2 separate regions of the Ovis aries genome follow, and region 2 is linked to region 1. A link is a contact called in public Hi-C data. All regions are on one chromosome and are shown on one strand. The core of a region is the stretch at or near the end of the contact, and the rest is flanking DNA. Distances in the headings are between cores, read along the strand shown. Region 1 overlaps FAM193A (family with sequence similarity 193 member A). Region 2 holds the start of FAM193A (family with sequence similarity 193 member A).

Region 1 (7,318 bases), core at 3,330-5,829:
TTGTATCCTAATGGAGATGATGTGTGAGGGCGGCGTGCAGGCCCCGGGGCGGGGGGTGCACCCCAGGGTGCCGTGCAGGCCCGGGGCGGGGGGCGGGGAGCGCTCCTGAGGGTGCCGTGCAGGCCAGTGGCGGAAGCCCTGCCCCGCGGTTCTCCACAGAGGTGGCTGGCGCTGTCAGGCCCCGTCAGCAGCATGTCACACACCCCCTCCTTCCTTCTCCGCAGCGCCAGGTCTCTTCTCGTCTTTAATAATTGTTTTCAGTTTCCCTTGCTGAGAGACCAGAGGGGAGCGAAGGCTTTGGCAGCCCCTGCGTGCCTGGCCAGGACCTCCGCAGCAGACGCTGCAGTCTGTGCAGGCCCCTGAGCCCGGCCCACCTGCCGCTGCTGCCCACGTGCGCGCCCTCCGTGCTTCCTGCGCGGGCCTCTGCTCCGCCAGCCCCGAGCTGGGGGTCTGCGTCTCCACTCCCCTCGCTCTCCACTTCCTGGGCAAACACACCTCCCTGTCCCCAACACTCTTAACCATCCCACACAGTCCCTATGCCCCGGGCCCTAACTCCTGTCCCCTCCTTGTGAAGTTTTCCGACCGTAACAATTTTAGTGACAACCCTGGAGACTGACTTGGCGTCATCATCTCTGTTACGGGAGGTAAAGGGTCCTGCGGAAAGCAGGCGCTGTCTGGGGGGGTCAGTCTTGGGTGGGTAGGTCCCTGGCTTGCCTCCGCTGTGGTTCTCCGTGACACAGCTGCCCCCCTGTGGCCAAGGGCGTGGTGGTGGGGATGGGAGGGCAGCTGAAGGGGCTGGCGCTGCCTCTCTGCTCGGCAGCAGGGCCCTGTCTGGTGGCCTGGGCTCACCAGCTATGTGAGTGGCTACTTTGGGCGTGACTTCAGGTCACTCAGTTTCCAAATGTGGCTGGCCCACCTGGGGGCCGACTAAGAGCCTTTCTGAGTCTCTGTTGTATTTACGTGATTTTCTCTCCCTTTTGGTGATTTCTGGATATTGCTATGAAGACTGTTAACATCCTTTATGAGATGCCTGGTCCCCGTGATTTTAAGGCGCCTTCAGGTCTGTAAAGCGATGCAGACTGCAGTCTGAGAGTTGGAGGCTCTCTGACAGCTAGCTGTTCTTCATTTCCCGAAGTGGATTACTGTCAGTCACTCAGTCGTGTCCAGCTCTTCGTGACCCTTGGACTGCAGCCAGGCTTCTCTGTCCTTCACTAAATCCCAGAGCTTGCTCAAACTCAAGTCCATCGAGTGTGTGATGCCGTCCAACCATCTCATCCTCTGTTTTTCCCCTTCACCTCCCGCTGTCAGTCTTTCCCAGCATCAGGGTCTTTTCCAATAAATCAGTTCTTCGCATCTGATTTCCTTTAGGATTGACTGATTTGATCTCCTTGCAGTCCAAGGGACTCTCACGAGTTGTCTTTAGTAACCACAGCTCAAAAGCATCGATTCTTTGGCTCTCAGCTTTATATATGGTCCAACTTTCACATCCATACATGACTGCTGGAAAAACCATAACTTTGACTAGATGGACCTTTACTGACAAAGTAATGTCTCTCCTTTTTAATACGCTGTCTAGGTTTGTCATAGCTTTTCTTCCAAGGAGCAAGCGTGTTTTAATTTTGTGGTTGCATATTTTGAACTGAATGAGAATGAAACACAGCATATCAAAATTTGTAAAATGTAGCCAAAGCAGTGCGTAACAGGGGCATGTGCGGCACCAACCATCTGCAGGAGAAAGGGCTCACTGTCCTGTGCTTCCACCGTAAGAAAGTAGAGAGTCAAAGAGCCAGTTATACCCGAAGATGCTCAAAGTAATGAAATAACAGAAAAGCAAAATGCAGTAAAACAAAAGAATTTTTTCATAGGGAAAAATCCATGAAGCCAAAAGCTGACTGTCTTAATAATAAAACTGATTAACCTTAAGGCAAGCCAAAAATTTGAGTAGATACTGAATAAGCCTGTGAAAAGATATTTAATGTTTTATTGAGAAAACCACACTGAGCCAGAGCTACGCATTCACTGTGGTGGTCACAATTGAAACCTCATTGATGAGGATGTTGGTTATCTGGAACTCCTCATCAGTGCTCTTTAGGGGAGGTTTGGCAATTTGGGTTTTGTTTCTGGTCAGGCCACTTGGCATGTGGGATCTTGGTTCTCTGACCAGGGCTCCTGTGCCCCCCGCAGTGGGAGCACAGCGTCCTGACCGCCGGGAAGTCCCGGCAGCTTCTTAGAAGTTCGGCGCCCCAGCTACTCTGCTCCTTGGTGTTTATGCAAGAGGAGTTAAAGCGTGTGTTCCCAGCACGATTTCTACATGAGTGCTCGCAGCAACTGCTGTTTGTGGAGCTGAAACCGGGAGACAGGCTGCCTGTGTCCAGACAGCAGAGTGGTAAGGGAGTTGTGGCTTATCTCCAAGGGACACTGCTCCGGAGTGGAAGGAGCAGTCTCATGAGCCACACAAGGAATCATCTCCAAGTGACGACACTGTGAGAGAGGCCCGGCAACAGAGGAGATGCTGCAGGGTGCCGTTCGTTGCAGACGCCTCCAGGAGCTGGCCCGTGAATCTGTGGAGTGGGAGCTCTGCGCGGTGGCCTGGGGCGGGGCGGGAGGACGAGGCAGGGAGACAGGGCCAGACTGGCTGCCATGCTGAGCCGAGTCTCCGGGCGTCGGAGTGTTTGAAGTCTGTTCGGGACGCGTTTGCGCTCCGCCGTCTCCTTGTCTGGCTTCACAGACCGTGTCCCCAAGGGATTGCGCCTGCTCTCCAGGGTGTCTAGCTCCACGTTGTCTGGGTGGGTAATGCTCTTCACCTCTGCAGCCCGTCCTCTGCTGCCAGGGACCCCGTGCCCAGGTAGATGAGCCCCCAAAGTCTGACAGCTCTGCTCCCCTGCGCTCCCCTCACGTTTGATGACCACCCCAGAGTTCGTTGTTCTCACGCCAGGGTTTCTCTGTATGGAGAGACCCGGGTCACACACTCCTTGCATGAGCTGCCTCCTCACAGGGCCTCCAGGCTGGCTGAGCAGCCCCAGCCCCGAGCCTCCCCTCCAGCCTCGAGCCTCCCCTCCAGCCTCGAGCCTCCCCTCCAGCCTGCGCCCTGTGCCGGAAGGACCCGTGTCCACAGCCGCCACCCGCGCCAGCACCCCTCTGCCAGCTCTTCCCGTGGCTGCTTCGCCCCCGGGTCTCACTTAGCTCTGCTCTCATTAAGGCCACGCTGTCCTCGTCCGCTCTGCACCCTTGGCAACTCCGTGTCTGCACCCCGGCGGAGAAGCGCCGCGTGCAGCGGGCCGGCGGGGTTCTGTGTCTGCTGGTCCGACGTCGCTCAGGCCAGCGGGACCCGGGCGTCTGGCCCATGCATGGTCTGCGTCAGGCCCTGTGCCCGAGCCGCCCCCACTGAGGCGGCTCCACGCGCAGCCCAGCCTCTCTACTACCCCCGACGTCTGACCCCCTTCCCGGGGGCTCCGCCTTCGTAGCAGTTTCACCCCAGCCTCTTCGCGCCTTCCCTTCTCTCATTTCTCCTCCTCGCACGTTCTTTCTCCATGTCCAGATGTGAGCGAGGCCAGGCCCCGCGGCTCCCTGCCCGCTTCTGCTCTGTCCGCACCCCAAGGCTTCTGGCTTAGCCCCCCACTCGAGACGTCTCCTGAAGGAGGCCCTCGATGGCTGCAGTGACGGAGGCCATCGTCCTCAACCGCAGACGTTTTTCTTGCTCTCGCTGCTCAGTCGCTGCTGACGTTCCGACTTGAGAGCGCAGATGTCTTGCCTTGTCCTTGCGTTTGAGGAGTATTGCGCTCGCTCCCGGCAGGGATCTTGGCTTACTCACCATGTGTCTCCATGCCTGGGCCAGTGTCTTGCTCACAGTGGGTTCCCAGGAAGCCCTGTGGGGATGGACCCTGAGCTGGGTGCTCTCAATTCACTTCTGTCTCTTAACATTCTGGTTCTGCTGGGGACCTTTGTCACCTCGGGCCCAGCGTCTCCTGCTCTGGCTAGAAAGGCACCCTGCAGAGGTCTGAGGCCTGGGGCTGTTCCGCCAGCGATGGGCTTGGGACCCGTTGGGACAGAGAAGGGTGGCTGCTCCCGGGGGGCAGCTGAACGTGCTCAGCCATTAAGGTGAACACCCTCAGACATGCAGGGGCTGCTGGGCTGGGTTGGTGAAACCTAGGGCGCACCTGCGGGTGTGCTGGGTGTAAGCAGGTCTGATGGCTGGTCCTCGTAGGCGGGGAAGAACAGGTGTTACACTTCTGTGTCTTAGCGGCGCTGTCTCACCCTTGCAGTTACTCGTGCTCTCGTCTGCCCCGTCCGCCCCCTCGTCTGCGCACCGGCCCCTGGCCCCTCCAGGCCTTGCTGACAGCCTTTGGGGGCGCTCTGGCCGTGGTGGCGGCAGTTCTGTCAGTGCAGAGTCAGGCCAGCCAGCGGCGGTGTGCACCTTGGTGAGGACGGCACGGGCAGCGCCAGGGCCGGGTGCAGAGCCGGGCTGCCAGCCGGGGGAGCGGGGGAGCGTGTGGGCAATGTTCCGGCCAGAATGGCCCCGGCAGGGTCCTGGTCTGCGGGCCCTCCACCTGGCGCCAGAGGCCGCTGTCCTCCATGCACTCTGCTCAGGAACCTTGGCTGGTGAGGCTGCGTCGGGAAGGCTGTGCCTGGCCTCCCTGCTCGCCTGCGGCCAGCTGCGCCTCTCTCAGCCACTCTCTGGGATTTGCAGGGTGGCTCCGCTAAGCGGCACGTGACGCCTCTGGGCTCCTGCCGATCTGGATTAACCCTTGGCTGCTGCTTGCTCACCTGGTGACTTCAGGCCTGTTTTAAACCTGGGCGCCTGTCTGTGTGTTTTATGGCTAACATTATGTTTCTGATAGCAAGGTTGGCACTAGAGAGGATCGGGAGTCACGATCTTTCCTCTCCCTCCTGCCTACCCTCACCCTCCAGCTTAGGACCTGTTTGAAAAGCGGAGGTGGATAGTGAGGCTGGAGCTGAATTCGTAACTGCGGACACGCTTGGAGGGAGGCCGGTCTTGGATGTTTTCATGTGTGGCTGCTGTCAGGCTCCTGGATGTTTATCTTGACTTGAACTTGGGCAGCCCGCCTCAGAGGTGGCTTGGCTCTGTAGGTGCACTCAAGCTAGATTGCCGCCCCAGCCTTGAGCCCTGAGTGCAGACCCCTCTAGAACCGGGGCTTCGACCTCTGTTGCTGTTCGTGGCTGGACTGAGCAGCCTGTGGAATCTTAGGTCCTCAACCCAAGCCCTCATCAGTGAAAGCAAGGGGTCCTAACCACTAGACCCCTGAATTTTGGAATTCCCTGAACTTTGTTGATGGTTAAAAGAAAAAAGAAACTGCCCGAATGCTTTCTCAGTCTGAATTGAGGCTAACGCTTCCTAGCATGTGGGGGAAACACAGAAGGCTAGGTGAAGGGGTGAAGACAGACTTCTGCCTCCTCCTCAGATGTTCTTTCTGGTGTCGCTCTTTTGTTTGAGGTATGTATTATGAGTCTCTAGAACGCTCAGCACAGCTCCATCCACAGAGTCCCAGTTTGGTGTTTCTCAGTGTGGACGCGTGTGCACTGAAGTGTGAGAGCGGTAAGGTTTGAGTGGCCCTGGCTTTGTGGCTCATGTTTTGAAAACACTTTGTTTTTCTTTTTTCTGTTCCAGACTCCTTTTAATTTTGGCATGAATCATAGAACACCACCCTACCCTGCTGGGGATTACTGTCTTCTGTGCAGAAGTGAGCGGAAAGACTCTCCGTTCTTAGAGAGTGGCGTGAAGACCGCGAGCAAGCTGGCCCTGTCCGTGGCGCCCAAGGGCAGCAGCGCGCTGCACCTGCCGCTCTGGGTGTGCCCCGACTGCCGGCGGACCGTGGAGAAGGGCGAGCGCCACGGCGGCCCCGAGCAGCCGGCGGTGAGTGCCCGCGGGGCTGCGCCCGGCCCGGCGCCTCCTGCGCTGCCCGCAGGCCGGCCCGTCCGCGAGCTCGGCGGCCCACAGGGCGGGTCTCAGCGTTTCACAGCCGGTCGCAGGACTTCTTTGGCGGTACAATCTGTTGAAACCTAGGCGGCTGTGTGTGCGCTCAGCCCTAGGCGATCCCGCTGCTGGTGACCCTCCATGAGCTTCTCTCCCAGATGCATTCTTAGGCCAGGCCCCCCGCCCCACTCTGCCCCTCCCTTTTCAAGCCTCAGCTCAATGGAGCCTTCTTGAGAGCATCAGCATCTTCAGCCCAGACAGCGTCTTCGTGGGCCCTGGTTCCGAAAGGCCTTTGGTTTTTCTTCTTGAAGCAATTCATGGCTGTGCTGGGTCTTGGCAGCTGCCCTTGGGCCCCATCCAGCGTGGAGCGCAGGGGGCTGCGGGCTGCGGGCTTCCGCTGCAGTTCTTGCCATCGTAGAGCACACGCTGGTGGGCACGCGGGCTCTGGAGCGGTGGTGCTCGTCGGGCTTAGTCACCCCGTGGCATGTGGGACCTTCCCAGACCAGGGATTAAACCCGTGTCCCCTGCACTGGCCGGCAGAGCCTTAGACGCTGGACCACCATGGGGTCCCGAAAGGGCTTTCAGACCTGGCCTTTGGGATCTGGAGGGAGTTGCCTTGCAGCCATGCGAGGCCCCGCGCTCTCGGCCATCTGTACCTTTGATCCCCGCCTGCTGACTGTTTCTGAGCAGTGGTCTCTGTGCTCCTGCCCCTGCATGCAGCCGTGGCAGCCCCCCCCCCCCCCCCCCGCCCCCGGCACTTCCTGCTTCCTGCCCTGAGGCTGCTGTCCACTTGAGCCCCTACTCAGGCCCGCTGCTGCCTGGTGGAAACCCCCTCCCTGCCTTCCGCTGAGCTGTGGCTTCTATTTGAGGGTTTCCCGGGAGGCAGCGCCAGCTCACGCGCTGGCTCCTGGCATAGAGCTGCAACAGCTGCAGCTCAGAGCCCCGTCGCTGTCAGGAGTGGGCTTCTCACTGGTGTGGCTCCCGCGCAGCCCTCTTTCCTGCCCTGCTCTCCTCAGCGCTGCTTTCTAATGTGCTGTGTACCTAACGCGCTCACTTTGTCTTTCCTTCACTGGGATATGCGCTCCAAGAGGGCAGCTCTTTCTGTGTATTTTCTCGCCAGAAGCAGGGCTCGGTTAGTCAGTTCAGTCCTCAGTTGTGTCCCAGGGACTGCAGTGCGCCAGGCCTCCCTGTCCATCACCAGCTCTGCCCTCAGACATCTTGGGCACCAGAACGAGTGGATGAGCGCGTGAAGAAATGAGCGGATACAGGATGAGAGACTAAAAGGCTGGCCCGGGCGGCCTTAGCTTCTTCACCTGCAGAGCTTTGTGCTTTTAGCACCTTATTTCACTCTCGTTTCCTTTCTTGTTCACTTTAAGTGTTTGGTCT
Region 2 (6,779 bases), core at 307-2,806, 65 kb before region 1:
GGAGGGGTCTTATTCTGCCTACATAATGGATCGTATTAGCTCATTCTGGTTGTGACACTAATCAGTCAGAGGATTAAAAGGCCACGGCTGCAGGTGGGCAAGAGTGAAGGTGAGGCAGCAAGTCCTGGCAGGCTCAGAGATGAAGGCTGCGGGGCCCAGGAAGAGATGCAAATGAAGGCCCTCGTACCATACACCCTAGCGCCAAGCTCCTCTGCATCTGGGCCCTGTAACCAGCCATGGAACCAAGTAAGGTAAAACCCGTGTGTTGTGTCTCGGTGTTTGTGAAGGGTGGAGCCCTCCTGAACACCGGGCCCGACGAGGGACCCCTGTGCTACCGGTCCGAGGGCAGACTTGTACCTGGGGCTTGCCGATGACGGGCAAGCGGCCCCACTGCAGGGCCGGGGAGGGCCTGAAGGGGTTCGTGGCTTGTGCGGCGGGCGCATGCGAGGTCGTGAGGAACGGCTGGACCGCCCTGGGACAGCACGGGGTTGCAAGGTACCGGGAGCCCGGGCGGTGGCTGCAAAGGGGCAGCAGGAAGAAGACGAGGTGGGAGGGCGCCTCCAGGCCAGCGATTCTAAGCGAGCGACCTGAAGGATTGCGGCGGCCCCATCGCCCGGGGCGGGAGGCCCCGGACCAGCCGGCAGCCAGACCCAGCGCTCTCCGTCCGGAAACGCGGCCCAGGCCCCCGAGACGGGTCCTTCGAGTCCCACTGAGTCACCTGGACTCAGGCGAGGGCCCCGGCCCAAGGTCACAGGGCCAAGCGGTGGAGGAGGTGGATTCGAACCGGGCCAAGGTCACAGAACCGTTCCCCGCGGGCCAGGACGGAGGTTCACTTGCCCGACGCCATCCCGAGGGCCGAACCGGGTTGCGGACCCGCGGCGGGGGCGTGGGGCGCGGGGGCGTCTGGGAGCCTGTCAAAGAGGCGGAACTCTCCTCACCGCCGGCTCGTAGTTCGCTCACCCGGCCCCGCGCTGGGCCGGGGCCCTCCGCTCGACTACAAGTCCCAGAAGGCCGCGCGGCGCGGGCGGGGAGGGGGCCGCGCGGCTCGGACCCGGGGTGACGTCACCTCCGCATCTCTCTCCCCTTGCCGCAGCCCCTCGCGGCGTCCGGGCGCTTGAGCGCGCGCGGCCTGACGGGAATCGTAGTCCCCACACCGGGCGGCCCGAGCGGCGGGTGCGGGCGCGCGGACTCCAGCTCCCGGCGTGCCCCACGAGCCGGAGGCGTGTTAACGGCGGGCAGGGAGGGCGCGGCCGGAGGGGGAGCGGAGCTCGAGAGGGCGGAGTGAGGCGGGGGGGGGGCGGTGAGGGGGGGAAGGAGGGCGCCCACACCCCTCCCCCTCCCCGCCGCTCCTTCCCCCTCCCCCGACGTAAACTGGGATCCCTTTCCCCTTGTGTCCGCCATATTGGACTCTAACTCTGGTCAGCGGCGGCGCCGGGCCCGGTGGACTCGCCGTCGCTCCCGCCCAGCCGCCGCCCCGCAGCTGCCGCCCGCCCGCCCGCCCGGAGGCGACCCCGCGCAGCGCCCTGCCCCCCCCGCCCCCCGCCCGCGGCCGGCCAGAGCGCGTCCCGCCGCCGCCTCAGCCTCCCCGCCTTCCCCGCCCTCCGCCGCCGCCCGCGGCCCCGCGCCCACTCCGCGCCCTCCCCGCCCGCCCGCCATGAGCCCGGCCGACGCCAAGCGCGGGGCCAAGCGCCGGAAGAACAAGCGGGGCGGCGGCGGCGGCTCGGGCGGGGGCAACGGCGGCGCGGGCGGCGGCAAGGCCGGCCCGGCGGCGGCGCTGCGCGGCTCCCAGGCCGCGGGCCTGGCGGCCCCGGGCGGCGCGGCGGCGGCGGCGGCGGCGGCGGCGGCGGCCAACGGGCCCCTCGGCGCGGGCGCGGGCGGCGCCGCCCCCGGAGGCTACTTTGAGGTAAGCGGCGGGGGCGGGGGCGGTAACGGTGCGGGGCCGGGCGCCGGGCGCCGGGCGGCTCGCGCGCTGACAGCCTCCCGCGGGGCCGGCGCGGGGGACCGCGGCCCCGGGCTGTGGGAGGCGCCCGGGGCCCGCCGCCGCCAGGTGCCGCATCTCCCGGGAGCGCGCGGCGCCCACCTGCGCGGCGCTGTCACGGGCCGGCCCGGGGCCGCCTCGGCCCCGCCGGGCCCGTCCTTGAGGTTTACTCGGGTGCGATTCCGGAGCCACTGGGCGTCAGGTGGAGGCGAGCGGGGCTCGCCGCGCGTGCCCACCTCCTTCCTCCGCGCCCGGCGCACGGTCATCGCCGAGCGCCTCCTCCAAGTTTTCTTGGGCTCCTGCGAAACGGTCATTTGGAAAAGAGAGACCTGGCAGTCCTCGCGAGGGGCGGCCCTGGCGCTTCACCCCCTGTTGATAGAGGTAATGAGTGGTCTGGTTACTCAGACGTATATTTGAATCGTCTTTTTTTTTTCCTTTCTTCTGTCTTTGGAGACAGTAGCACACACTGCCGCTGCTAGCTGTGGATGGCTGCCACTTTTATTTCGCTCTTGGTCACAGCACTTTGCAAGACCCAGGACTGGTACCCGGGTATGCAGTTGGCGGTCATTTCCACTTGTTCAGTCGGCTGCTGAAAGAGAATGGATTTTTCTTTTTTCAGGAGTTTGTGTTGTTAGGACTGTTTTACGTTGCTTTGAAGACATTTGCAGCAGTGAAAACAACCGAAAGCCTCGTAAGGAGTATTTATTTGTGTGCCCGTTTCTGAGACGCAAATTGTTTTATGCGGGATTGTAAATGTTGTGTTGGAACGATAGGTAGTGAGAACAGACAAGAAATCATTGCACGTGGCATGGCTCTCTGGCGCTATTATTATCTGAATACATAGTAAAGCGTGTGGGCTTTAGTTGCAGCTTATAGGGTTTTGAGTGTTCTCTGCAGTTGTTGGAACTTTCTTTATATTGTCAGCTTTGTTTTGGGTCTCACCCCTGCATTTCACAGTCTCCAGAGCTTGCCATTGTCCAGTACACTGGAGAGCGAAACTGGTGTCGTTCTTAGGATACTGGGCGAGGCTTATGTATTTGCATGGTTGGAGTGCAAATTAAGGGCCATGTTTGCTGCTTCTGGGGAGGGGAGGCAGGGAGGTCTGCTTGAGCAAATCCTTTACAAAAATGTTGATAATATTGGCTGCAGCTGGATGTAAAATACACCCATTTTTATTGATTGAATAAAAACAAATTGGTGGCACAATAAAAATTCTTACAGTAGCCTTTCATACCATTATTCTAGGTTTTAATAATTCTCACTTACTTTGCATTATTTAGCTAAAATAACCTTTTAGTTGTTATTCGAATGACACTTTTCAAACTTGGATAACTGTCTGTCTAGTATTATCTTGACAGGACTGTTTTTTTGTTGTTGTTGTTAAATTTATGAATTCAGAGTTTTGACCGTGAACCCACTATAAGAGCTAAATACCTTGAGACTTGTACACACACACCTTGCACTCACACATGTGCACACACTCTTCACACTGCAGGGTTTACAAAAGGATCCTCTGATACTTGCTGGTATCTTTTGTTTCGCTCAGTTTCATTAACAATAATGGTGGTTGTAATACACAAATTATTATGTACTGTTGAATTGTGACCTGCACCTTTGAAAACATTCTCTTCTACTATACTTTGAAGTTTTCAAGCTGTGTCTTTAGTTTTAAATGTACTTTGCAAGTGTTTTATTAATAAAACACATAAAAATACTGTTTATGGTAACAGGTGACACCAATCACAAAAGTTCTTGGTGTAATTCTGAAACTTCTGAATTGTTTCCCCTCAGATGGTGAGCTTTTTGGGACCCCTTATCTGGGGCAGAACCGGCGCCCCAAACAGTGCTGGCCAGCGAGTGACGGTAAATGGGCGCCAGCCCAGATTTCCCAGGCTTACAGTTCTTGGGGCTCCGTGTTTCCATCTCAGCAGGTCCGCCAGGGCAGAAGATACCTAAGAGAATCGAATAGGAGGGCTGTCTGGATTCTCAGGAGGGGTCTTTGCTCCCCTGCTCAGCTTGCTGCGCACGGCACCGAGCATGGACCCAGGACTGCTGCCATCAGAGGTGGCTTTCAGGCAGAGCGAGTGCTTCCATGTGCAGTTGGCTTCTACAGGGAAATGAGGACTGTGGGCCAAGTAGGAAACATAACTTAGCTTCTGGAGTCTTCGGTGCATAGCAAAACTCTGTACACAAAATATGCAAAGCTGGGGGACACAGACTTGCTAGGCTCTGTGCCCTGAGGCACAGCCTCACACTGCCCCATTTTGTAGGTGGCTTCTCGTGCTGCTGGGAGAATTAAATGGTTGGAGGCTGGCAAGTGGGCACACGGGGTTGTGTGTGAACCGGACCCTTGTTGTCAGGAAGCCAGCCTGGCTGGCTTTACAGGCACCCCGCCGCAGGATGCCGTTGATGAAGCTCTCTCAATTGTGACGCGAGGATGTAAAAATGATGGCATGCGTCTTGGCCAGTCCTGTTCTGACAGCCAAGTGTGCTGGTCTGCTCTAATGTGACGACAGAGTTAGCCGTGCGCGAAGAGTTGGCAGGTGAAGGATATTATGAAAATATCTTGCTTGTTTGCATCCCTGTTTTAAAGTATGATTTTCATAACATTCATGGTGCATTAAGTGAAGAGGGAAGCTTACGAAGTAAAGAAGTGTGTGTGGGAATGTCCTGGTGGCCCAGTGGCGAGGACTCCGCACTTTCACCTCTGAGGACATGCACTCAATTCCTGGTCAGGGAGCTGAATCCCACAGTTGCACAGCATGGCTGAAAAAGCAAAACGTTGAAGAGAACAGTGTTTGTAATAAGGATCCAATTTTGTAAAGTATCTGTGTGTATACAGATTTTTGTATTGTGGAAATTGAGCCATGAAATGAGCTGTTGGGGTATCAGTTTACATAAAGTGTACACGTATGGAGGGCTCAGATGGGCATTTAGGCCTCTTCTGTAATGCTGTTAGAGGTTTATGACAGGAAGCAGTTTGGGGTACAGATCAAGGTACATTTTCACAGTGAAGCTGCAGTTTAAAAATCAGAGAACATGGCGCACAGGGAGCATGTGTGACGACGACGTGAGTCCTTTCTCGTCGCTGGAAAAGCGGCAAGAAGATGCTATTAATGTTTCAGTTCTGCTCAGTCGTCCAGTCGTGTCTGACTCTGTGACCCCATGGACTGCAGCACGCCAGGCCTCCCTGTCCTTCACCAGCTCCTGGAGTTGACTCAGACTCATGTCCGTTCAGTTGGTGATGCCATCCAACCATCTCATCCTCTGTCCTCCTCCTGCCTTTGATCTTTTCCAGAATCAGGGTCTTTTCCAATGAGTCAGGTCTTCGCATCAGGTGGCCAGAGGATTGGAGGTTCAGCTTCAGCATCAGTCCTTCCAGTGAATATTCAGGACTGATCTCCTCTAGAATGGACTGGTTGGATCTCCTTGCAGTCCAAGGGACTCTCAAGAGTCTTCTCCAGCACCACAGTTCAAAATCATCAATTCTTCAGCGCTCAGCCTTCTTCACAGTCCAACTCTCACATCCATACATGACCCCTGAAGAAACCATAGCCGTGACTAGACGGACCTCTGTCGTAAGGTAATGTCTCTGCTTTTCAAGATGCTGTTAGGTTTGTCATAATTTTTCTTCCAAGGAGAAGGTGTCTTAATTTCATGGCTGCAGTCACCATCTGCAGTGATTTGGAAACCCAAGAAAATAATAATTAAAATGCTTATGTTCAAGGGTCATCATACAGTGTGTCCTCCTAGAGAAGGACATGGCAACCCAATCCAGTCTTCTTGCCTGAAGAACCCTATGGACAGAGGAGCCTGGTGAGCCCCAGTCCATGGCACCGCAGAGGGCTGGACGTGGCTGCAACTGGGACACGACACACAGCGTCTCCTCTGGCCAGGCGGGGTGATGGCAGACCTTGGGGCGCACTGGGGCCTGCAGCGGCCTTCGCTGCGCCTCAGGAGCAGCTGCCACGATGAGGTGATGCTCAGTCATCACTCTCGCATTCACTGTTCTTTTGGAGGGGTGCTGGGTTGGGTCTTCATCGCTTTCTTTAAAAGCAGGGGTACTTTGTAGTTGAAGTCGGTGGGCTTCTCACTGCGCAGGCCTCTCACTGTCGAGCACCGGCTCTGGGGCCCGGGGGCGTCAGCAGCTGTGGCTCCCAGGCGCCAGACACAGGCTCAGTCGCTGTGGCGCTCAGGCTTCGTTGCTCCGAGGCACGTGGGGTCTTCCAGGATCAGGCATCAAACCTGCATCGCCGCACTGGCAGGCGGGTTCTTCACCAGTGGGTCACCAGGGAAGGCCCTGGTCTGCATTTGCTTCAGTGACCTGAGGGAGTAGGTCCGGTAAAGGCCTAGAACCTTGTGTGGCTCAGCGAAGACTTGCAGCCGCGGGTGAAGCCACAGGGAGCGCTCTGGGCGCAGTGTTCTTTCTGTGTGTGCTCACCCATGGGACCAGCATTTCAACACAGGCGATATGGTGAAAAGCGCCCCAGTGCCCTGGAGTGTGCCCACGTTCCCCTCGTCATCCTCACTGGTCTCGCGTGTTTCTCTGTTTCTGGTTTTCGCGTAACGGGGCTCTGTGGAGGGCAGGGCTCTCGGGCTCAGCAGTTGTGTCTCAGCCCCCTCCTGTTGCTGGCGCAGCAGCCCGTCATTCCTTCCGGGGCGTGCAGTGTCCATTGTGCGACTGTCCCGCACTTGACCGTTCTGATCCTGACGGACACCGGGCGTGTCTTATTTCAGGGCTGAGGAAACCCGGCTGCTGTGCGCACTCCTGTGCGTGTCTTTTGGTGGATAGAGTGCTCCT

The links. Hi-C and Micro-C count contacts between places; a contact is called where the count stands out from the background.
Region 2: a contact with region 1 is called in a Hi-C map of hypothalamus, with 1.8 times the contacts expected there. The contact joins the promoter of FAM193A here to the enhancer-like site in region 1. A contact is called at or near these places in 3 of 16 Hi-C or Micro-C datasets (hypothalamus, muscle and tail adipose tissue).

Annotation. Positions count from the first base shown.
Region 1 is chr6:116,814,987-116,822,304 of ARS-UI_Ramb_v3.0, reverse strand. It overlaps FAM193A (family with sequence similarity 193 member A), which reads left to right. Exons shown (of 18, transcript XM_060417466.1): 2 at 5,627-5,872. Among named protein-coding and RNA genes, the nearest start is that of FAM193A, 64 kb to the left of the region's middle. Within about 2 kb of position 4,579, at least 4 of the 54 cell types and tissues checked have an H3K27ac peak or open chromatin away from gene starts, as enhancers often do. A contact at or near this core is called in hypothalamus, where this site is marked.
Region 2 is chr6:116,877,454-116,884,232 of ARS-UI_Ramb_v3.0, reverse strand. FAM193A (family with sequence similarity 193 member A) reads left to right here and starts at 1,556. Exons shown (of 18, transcript XM_060417466.1): 1 at 1,556-1,903. The coding sequence starts at 1,655. LOC121819857 (a long non-coding RNA gene) reads right to left here and starts at 867. Exons shown (of 2, transcript XR_006060230.2): 1 at 358-867.